3 separate regions of the Mus musculus genome follow, and all the other regions are linked to region 1. Evidence: chromatin contacts called from public Hi-C and promoter capture Hi-C data. All regions are on one chromosome and are shown on one strand. Each heading gives the region's core, a stretch centred on a gene start, on an enhancer-like site or on the middle of the called end of the contact. The rest is flanking DNA. Distances are from core to core; before and after follow the strand shown. Region 1 overlaps Prkn (parkin RBR E3 ubiquitin protein ligase). Region 2 overlaps Prkn (parkin RBR E3 ubiquitin protein ligase). Region 3 overlaps Prkn (parkin RBR E3 ubiquitin protein ligase).

The links. Promoter capture Hi-C pulls out the DNA fragments that hold promoters and counts their contacts. Hi-C and Micro-C count contacts between places; a contact is called where the count stands out from the background.
Region 2: a promoter capture Hi-C map of hippocampal neurons shows a contact between it and region 1, with 5 times the contacts expected there. The contact joins two enhancer-like sites. A contact is called at or near these places in 1 of 39 promoter capture datasets (hippocampal neurons) and 1 of 484 Hi-C or Micro-C datasets (cerebral cortex).
Region 3: a contact with region 1 is called in a Hi-C map of cerebellar granule neurons, with 2.0 times the contacts expected there. The contact joins two enhancer-like sites. A contact is called at or near these places in 5 of 484 Hi-C or Micro-C datasets (cerebellar granule neurons, embryonic stem cells, neural progenitor cells and 2 more) and 1 of 115 datasets of contacts at active chromatin or transcription factors (embryonic stem cells).

What each region holds. Positions count from the first base shown.
Region 1 is chr17:11,971,600-11,974,497 of GRCm38.p6, reverse strand. All of the region lies in intron 9 of Prkn (parkin RBR E3 ubiquitin protein ligase), which reads right to left. It overlaps Gm46604 (a long non-coding RNA gene), which reads left to right. Exons shown (of 6, transcript XR_001782243.2): 3 at 1,613-2,898. Among named protein-coding and RNA genes, the nearest start is that of Gm52293, 58 kb to the left of the region's middle. Within about 2 kb of position 1,642, at least 30 of the 459 cell types and tissues checked have an H3K27ac peak or open chromatin away from gene starts, as enhancers often do. A contact at or near this core is called in cerebellar granule neurons and hippocampal neurons, where this site is marked.
Region 2 is chr17:11,384,169-11,386,868 of GRCm38.p6, reverse strand. All of the region lies in intron 4 of Prkn (parkin RBR E3 ubiquitin protein ligase), which reads right to left. Among named protein-coding and RNA genes, the nearest start is that of Gm41526, 250 kb to the right of the region's middle. Within about 2 kb of position 1,373, at least 23 of the 459 cell types and tissues checked have an H3K27ac peak or open chromatin away from gene starts, as enhancers often do. A contact at or near this core is called in hippocampal neurons, where this site is marked.
Region 3 is chr17:11,085,352-11,088,051 of GRCm38.p6, reverse strand. All of the region lies in intron 2 of Prkn (parkin RBR E3 ubiquitin protein ligase), which reads right to left. Among named protein-coding and RNA genes, the nearest start is that of Gm41526, 47 kb to the left of the region's middle. Within about 2 kb of position 1,336, at least 14 of the 459 cell types and tissues checked have an H3K27ac peak or open chromatin away from gene starts, as enhancers often do. A contact at or near this core is called in cerebellar granule neurons, where this site is marked.

The DNA of each region.
Region 1 (2,898 bases), core at 393-2,892:
CAACTCTGCCTCCTCTCCTGAGCCTTGAACAGATTGTGTTTGCTGGTGCACAGTTTTGATGGCAACCAGGTCTTACTTGTTTGCCTATGAAAACCATCTGATGGCTTCATGACCACGTGTCCCCGATTCAATCTGTGACTCAAAGAATATGAACTGACCTTCTCATGTAATGCTGAGGATGGGATTTGTTCATAAGAGGAGGAAGAGAAAATGAAGCTGTGTTGTTCCCAGGAGCTGGGGGGGGTGGGGGGGGTGGGGGGGGGTTCCTTAGGCATAAGAAAGTTGAAGTCATTGGCCTTTGTGATTCCCAGGTATTGGAGACTTTATCTGTCAATCAAATGTTTCAACCACCTCTGGGTTTTAACAGCCAGACTCATTGGATGGAAAGTGTGTGTTGTGTTTTGTAAACTGGCAGTATAATAGGGCAGGAGGGAGCACCTCAGAGGGGCAGCTAAGGTGTTCCCCCGAGGGATCACCACCAGGCAACAGGCCTTGTACAAAAGGAGGTTTATTGGGGGGAATGGAGGGGCACCTGGAAAGAGGGAAAGGCAGAGCAACGAAGGGGGTAGAGAAGGACAGAGAGAGAAGAGAGAGGAAGGAAGGACAGAGAGAGGAAGAGGAGACAAGGCTGGCCAGGGACATGTGGGGAATTAGGAGAATAGAAGGTGGAGATAGAGAAGGGCACACACACATGAAGGGGGGGGCAGAGAGAGAGAAAGAGAGGGAGGGAAGAGGGAGTTGGAGTAGGTGAGCAGTCCTCCTTACACACCAGGTTGGCTTGCACCTGGCAGGCAGCTATGCAAGCTGTTGCTAGGTAGCTCTTGGGTGGAGCCTAGCAGAATTATCCCTAAGCCAACGGCGCAGGCTTTTGTAAATTAACAATGTGCAATAAATTCCCCGGGCACAGGGCCCTGGGTGAAGCTTAGCCAAGGACAGAGAGAAACTTGGCTTTTCTGCCCTCAATCTAGCTGCTGGGTTTGCCCCTGACCCACAGCAGTGTGACCTATCAGGGGTCTCAGAAACCCTGGGGACTGCAGCCACCTCTCATGGGATCCAGCCAACTTCATGGGCACCTGGCAGAGGGTAACAAGACGAGTATGTAGCCACCTGTATAGCTACTGCGTCTAGACCGGCTTATTCTCACTGAACAGCCGGGGGGCTGGTAGCTGTCCTGAGAAGACATCGGACAGATCCATGGAAATGCTTAAATCTCAAGGCTGCCGAAGCAGGGTGGGGGATTAACTTTGGAAATGTTGCTATGTAAATGGTTTAAATGAACAGTGCCTTTGGAGCAGCCTCTGCTGATCGATCTGTTTAACCAAAGGAGAGAAGAAAAATTGGTGACTGAAGCCAAAATTCTTACTTGGCACCAGCACAGAAGAACCTGCAACAGACAAGCCGGTTTGTCAGAAACCCCAGGGATTTCCGACTTACCTTTGTCCAGAAATGTCCTCTGCCTCTATCTACCTGTCTGTCTCTGTGTCGTTTTAGTTTTTTTTTTTTTTTTCAACTCTAGTGTTACCTCTTTCCTCTCTCAAACAGAAGCATTTGACATTATTTTGGGCGGTCATATAACAACTGAGAACAGTTGCTTTTTTTTTTTTTCCTACAGATACGTATTACTCTGATCTACCTATAGATGTCACTGTTCATTTATGACAAATCATCCCCGGAGCTCAGGCAATTACCTCGGCTAAAATAACAAGCGTGTTTTCTGGAAATAAAATAACCAGCAAGTACCGAGAGAGAGGCATTTTCTCTCGCAGGTGTCTCCAAATCAAAGCTGAGGTGCGAACAACAATTCACTCTTTCTCCAGGCCTCCCACACAGTGTTTGCTTCCAGAACTTCAGCACCGCAGTGAGAGCTAGCTCTTCCTGGCCTGGCAGTCCCTCAGCCCTAACTGCCTGACCCCATAAGCATTTCCTACTTGTTTTAGCTTGTGAAGGACGCTGGCGTTCTGAGAGACAGGAAGTAGAGTTATACTGTATTTCAATATAAACAAAAAATTCTGCTACCCATTGCTGCCTACCGAGAACACATATACCATGGATGTTGAAATGGATGGAATGTTTCAGTAAGTCTCTAATAATAAGGGAATGTAAGCACAGCATTTATACAACAGACAGAGACTTGTATATTCACCCAGTGACTCATGCATGATAATGGTTGTTAGTGCTGTTATTTAGATAACCAAATAATTGGGCTCCTTTATGGAGGATGATATGTTAGACATAGTCTATCCTTATCCATACATTATCTTACTTGGGTAAATGGTTTAAATGGAATTATACCATATGGAGTGATAACCCCTCTCCCCCATCCCCATTCCATAAACTATCTGATGGAAATGAGAATGAGAGACGATGAAAACCTCCCTTTCAGTAGCTGCTGAGGGCGACCCAAGAGGCCTCCCAAATGGTACAGGTTATTGCTGTCACCCATGGTTGCCTCCTGGAACTTGAAGGTAAGAGCCTGGTGGTGAAGACACTACACACTTTGGATACGGAACTCAGAGGGGCTGAGCTGGTTCTGACCTGGTAGAATACCCCATCCCTGAAGGCTGCCTTTTATAGTATTGCACGGTGCAAGTTGCCAAGGAGGAGGAACAGCCAGTAGTCCTACCCAGACGTGAAGTCTAAGAAGCATGTCGATGACTAGTGGGGCACTTGATATGTTATGGTGTAATCATGGCACGTACACCACAGGGTTAACCAATGGCTATCTCCGTGGATTTAAGGCCTGCACAATAGGCTCACTAAGACCTGTTCATGCCTGTAAAATCTAGCCAACTACCCACAGCCAGAGAGGTTGTATATTTGAGAAGAGAACCCATGCTGGCATTTTCCTAAATCAATATATCTTCTTACGGTGTCCTAAATTCTTACCATTGTACCCTT
Region 2 (2,700 bases), core at 124-2,623, 590 kb after region 1:
TAGTAATGACTCTCGGAGATGGATGGCATGCAGAATCATTGGGAGATAGGCCCCATTTTATAAAAGATGGCAAGACAATTGCTGCGAGCATGATTAGTTCTTACTAGGAGTAAAATACTTACTGTTGGGAAAGGAGAACTCAAACACACATATGTGTAATTCATACAGCTTAGCTTCCTATACCCAAATCCAGGGTCTCAATTCTACTCTTCGATGATTTGGTCAGGGTTTACCATCAAATTATTCAACCTGCTAAATCAACTAATTTTTCAACTAGATTAGATTGTTTCAAAAGGATATACTTAAGGGAGGCTAGAAACCCTGCATGGGGGAGGGGGTTGACATATTCTTCTTTCCACTTGGTAGATATCTATAGACATCGACACAACAGCAACTGTTCCACGGAAGAGCAAAACTCCCTCCTAGATTTGTCTCTTCCTTCAGCCTCTAGATTTGGAACCAAGATAAATAACTTCCTCGTGTTCTTGGAGTGGTCTAAACCTCAGATCCAAGAATTTTCACCAGAGAGCCCCCAGGCTCTCCCATTTGTGCCCTGACACCAAGAGGTGGTTGGGCCTCGGCCTTACCATCTGGTTCCTTGTTGCTTTGGGTTTTCCTTTTCATGTTCTAAAACTACACAACCATTCCCTATCTTAAGATCCCTGTGTGAAAAGCCACTGGGCTTTCTCTTCTCCAACTGAGAATGGAACACAAGAGGATTCAAACTTGAGAGTTCCACATACCACCCTAAGTACTATGCGGTAAAAAGGCTACGCCTGGGGTCAACAACAGTGGGCATTAAGTCAGAATCTGGGTTTTGAAGTGTAAGAAAATGAAGAAGTACAAGATAACTCCATTTATTTTTCTGGTGGATGGACACGAAAGGGTGCATTCATGGGTGTGGATGTGAGGTATGTCAAATGGCTATGTTTGGGGAACATACAAGCCTAAATTATCACATAAGCAACTTGCCTTGTATGTAAGAAGATGGTAATGGGCTAAAAGTGAAGATTTGAGACTGAGCTTCAGATAAATCTATTTAACTCTAACACAGCATGAGACAATGAGACAGAAAAGGCTAGAGAGGACACAGATGGGGCCAAGGAACAACATCAAAGAAGAGCTATTTTTAGGAGCCAGGAGGATGGTGTGTGTGTGTGTGTGTGTGTGTGTGTGTGTGTGTGTGTGTGTAACAAAGAAGAATCTGTCAAAAAGAAGGAAATTTCAAGAATGAGTCTCAATACTGGCTGCAAGGCAGAGGAGTGTAGGAAGTGGGTCCTGGAGGAACAAAGGGCCATCTCTGTCAATGCCTCCAAGGGCTGCTCAGCTTGCACCAAGTACAGTGATTATAGAGTGAGTAACTCTCCAAAAATACCATCTTCTAAACTGCCAGCTGTCCTGTGGGAATGGGACACGTCATCTCTAGTTCTGACTTAATAAGGACACCAACAGTCTGCAAGCAGAAATAGGAAGCACGCTGCCAAAATCGTGCCACACATCGCTAAGCCCAGCAGTCAAGATGGCCCATGCAAGCTTCATGCTTCAGACCCAGTGCTCTGGGAAAGGCTGCAGGAGGCCCTTCCCTCAGCACCTCAGCTCAGAAGCAGGTGAGCAGCTTGGCTGCTCCTACGGAGCATAGCTTCGCATCTATCCTCTCTTCACCACTTCTTCTTCTTCTTCTTCTTCTTCTTCTTCTTCTTCTTCTTCTTCTTCTTCTTCTTCTTCTTCTTCTTCTTCTTCTTCTTCTTCTTCTCCTCCTCCTCCTCCTCCTCCTCCTCTTCCTTTTTTTCTTCTCTTCCTCCTCTTCCTCCTCTTCCTCCTCTTCCTCCTCTTCCTCCTCTTCCTCCTCCTCCTCCTCCTCCTCCTCTTCCTCCTCTTCCTCCTCTTCCTCCTCCTCCTCCTCCTCCTCCTCCTCCTCCTCCTCCTCCTCCTCCTCTTCTTCTTCTTCTTCTTCTTCTTTTTGGTTTTTCGAGACAGGGTTTCTCTTTAGAGTCCTGGCTGTCCTGGAACTCACTTTGTAGACCAGGCTGGCCTCGAACTCCACCCACCTCTGCCTCCCGAGTGCTGAGATTAAAGGTGTGCGCCACCACCGCCCAGCCTCTCTTCACTTCTTGCTGGCACGGTACGCAGATGTACTTGGCTGCAACATGGAAATATTATCATAGGTTCCGTAGCTAGCAACAATATTTTTTCCTACAAAAGGCTTAAGATGAAGTGATTATCACAATTTCAGTGTCAGGGATTCTTCTAGTGAGAGTTGGAAGATAGGATTAGGAAACAATTAAGAGGCATCTGCGGAAAACGGCTAGCATCCATTTTGCTCTGCTCCTCTCATTTAACCATGCATGTACACAGCTCACCATTAGACACATGAAAGTCAGAGTCATTATAGAATGCCTTTTCTACTTCCACCTGGAGACCATGGTCAAGGCTTATGATGATCAGATGATCGAGCTGAGATTGGTGACATATGTTCATAATCCCAGCACTCAGAAGTGGAGACACAAAGATAGCCAGTGTGAAGACTGCCTGAGGGAGAGTGAGTCTACAAACAGACACACGACTCATATGTTCACATACATGGTGGGGGAGGAGATGGAGGAAGAAGGAGATGGAGAGGGAAGAGATGGAGAGGGATGAGACAGAGAGAGACACACAGAGAATATCAAATGACCGAGTGGAATAGAATGGGTGTTCATT
Region 3 (2,700 bases), core at 87-2,586, 890 kb after region 1:
AACCGCCCCTCTCCAGAGAAAGCGCTGCCTCACAGGAGAACAGCTGGGGCTGAGAGGAGCCGGTTGCTACTCAGAGGAGCTAGGGAGGTGAATTACTCTGATGGAGCCTCTGCTTTGTGCAGAGAAGAAAATTATGTGCCTGGCGAACACAGGAAGTGACAGCCCGAGATTTGCTTTTTTTCTCTTTTTCATAGGTTTTTGCATTCAAAACAGCAGAGTAAATATATATTCTGCTTGGAGGCATTTTGATAAATTCAATTAAATATGCTGCTGGGCTGTGAGAGTCTGTCTCTCTCTCTCTCTCTCTCTCTCTCTCTCTCTCTCTGTGTGTGTGTGTGTGTGTGTGTGTGTGTATGTGTGTGTATGAGAGAGAGAGATCAACCAGTATTTTTTTTTCAAAATTCTTCTTTTTCAAGATTTTTCCTATAAGTAGGTTAAAAGCTTTAATGAACTATATTCTCAGTTTTACCTAATTTTCTCTCTGGTCTGATTCTTAATAAGTCATTTTGAACAAATTGAGGTCAGTATTTTACACTTATACAAAGCATGTCATTTTTCTAAATGGAAATTTGAGTAAAGGTAGACTGCTTTTTGTTTCTGTACATTCAAGGTTGAGGAGTTTTAAAATCCACTTAATAAGCGAATGACAGAATATTTTTATAAATGAGAAGGTACAGTCTTCGTGAGCCATGTAGTCCAGTTCCGGGTGTGATGCAAAGTGGTCCTAAGTTAAACAGCTGTTTTGAATATGTAGCACTCCTGCTCCATGATCTCAGCAGCTGGAAGAAATTACTGTCCAGAGAGACATGTGCGTAATTTGAATTAAACAGATGCAGGCTGTGAAGGAAATCAAACAGCTCAGGGTAATAGACGCAAACAATATTACCAAAACTCCAAGGAATTTTTATTTGTTTATTCCTAATGATAGCAAATGGTGTCATCCTTGTGGCATGGCATATCTATACCCATGAAAGGTTTTGGCGCTTTACAAAAATCTAAAGTAGGGATGTCAATTCCTGAGGAAAAGTTACACACATATGCATTCATAGTTCTCCATTTGCCAGCACTTTTGATACAATGTATTGATTGGCATAGGAGAGTTTCCTTTACCCCCTCAGTGTCACATGCTTTCTCTTGTGCTCTATCCTGTGCAAAGGATATCAGAGCAATTGAGCTGTACTTGATGTGGGTGGCAAGGACCAAGGAAGATGGTTAAGGTAATATTTGTTTGAGAGTAACTTAAATGTCATTTCCAATTCAATATACGTTTGACCCACTTTAATGAGCAAAAGCCTGCACTTAAAACTGCACACTGTTCATACATGGGTCCAGATGGTGCCCTTTGGAATAAAAGCACTCTCAAACAGAGCTTCCCAGGGAGCCTCCACATGCCCTAATGTAACAACATTTCTCCCAGATTATGCCATTTAATGTCTGCAGCTTTTTGTGTCTTGTGCAATTTATGAAAGTGTGTACAATTCAGACACAAGATTGGTGCTCATGTATCAGGTGTTCTGAGGCCTAACTTGTGAATGGGACAGCCAGATTTTTGATACATTGTCACTCTCCTGGACTTAATCAGTATTTTTGATATTAAACAAAAATTGTAAATGTTGACAAACATTTGGGAATCAACATAGCAGTTCTTCCAACAGCTAAACATAGTGCCAGATGGCACCATAGGACCCAGCAATCCTGTGCCTATACGTGCCCCCCCCACAATGAACATGTGCACACCACCTATTCATAGCAGTATTGTTCATGCTGAGACATACAAATGTCTATCAATTCATGAATGGGTAAGTAAAATGTTATAGAAATATATGTGATATTATTTAGCAATTGAGTTAAATATTATAGACATGTATATGATGAGATATAACTTGGCAATTAAAATGAAACTGACTCATGCTGCTATTACAACATAAATAAGCAAGGAAGACATGTTAAGTCAAAGCAGGCAATCAGAAGCAATACAGAATTAATTATTGCATTCATACCAAATATCCAGACAGAAAAGGCAAACAAATGTACAGGCATGGAAATGAGATTATAGGTTGCGAGGGGCTAGGAGGAGGAGGAGGAGGAGGAAAAGATTGCTTTTGAGTTTGGGGTTTCCTTTTGGAATGGACAGAAATGCTCTAGAATAGATCCTGACGATAAACTTACAACTGTGCAGACACTAAGAGCACTAAGTGGGTCAATTGTGTGCCGTGTGAATTATGTATCAATAGAGCTGATAAGAATTATCAACACACATCACAAATGTTTCATTTTTGCTCTTTTATATGAGTCCAAGTCTACACTTGTCTTCTGTTTGAGTGGGTACTTTTTTATTTTAATTATTTATTTAAAAGCTCAAGCTCTTCGGAAGTGTTCAAAAAAGTGGTTTGCAGTCACCCCCCCCCCCAGATACCCAGCATTTCCAGGTGTGGTATGACTTCCATTTCAGACTCAGGACCGAACCCTAACTAACCCTTCCAGGCCACCAGAGAGATGCCTTGCTCCCAGGCTCCTGTGCCCTGCGTCTTCTTTCTTGAGTCTGTCCAGCTCCCTCCTGGCTCTCATTGCTTCAGTTTTCTTTCTGTTTTGCTATCTTCACAGCTCTTCCCAGGGGGCTCATACACTGACTAAGTGGCTGTCATAGCCTGTAACCCACTCCTTGTCATAAGGAGTTAGGACTTCTTCGATAGCACTTTT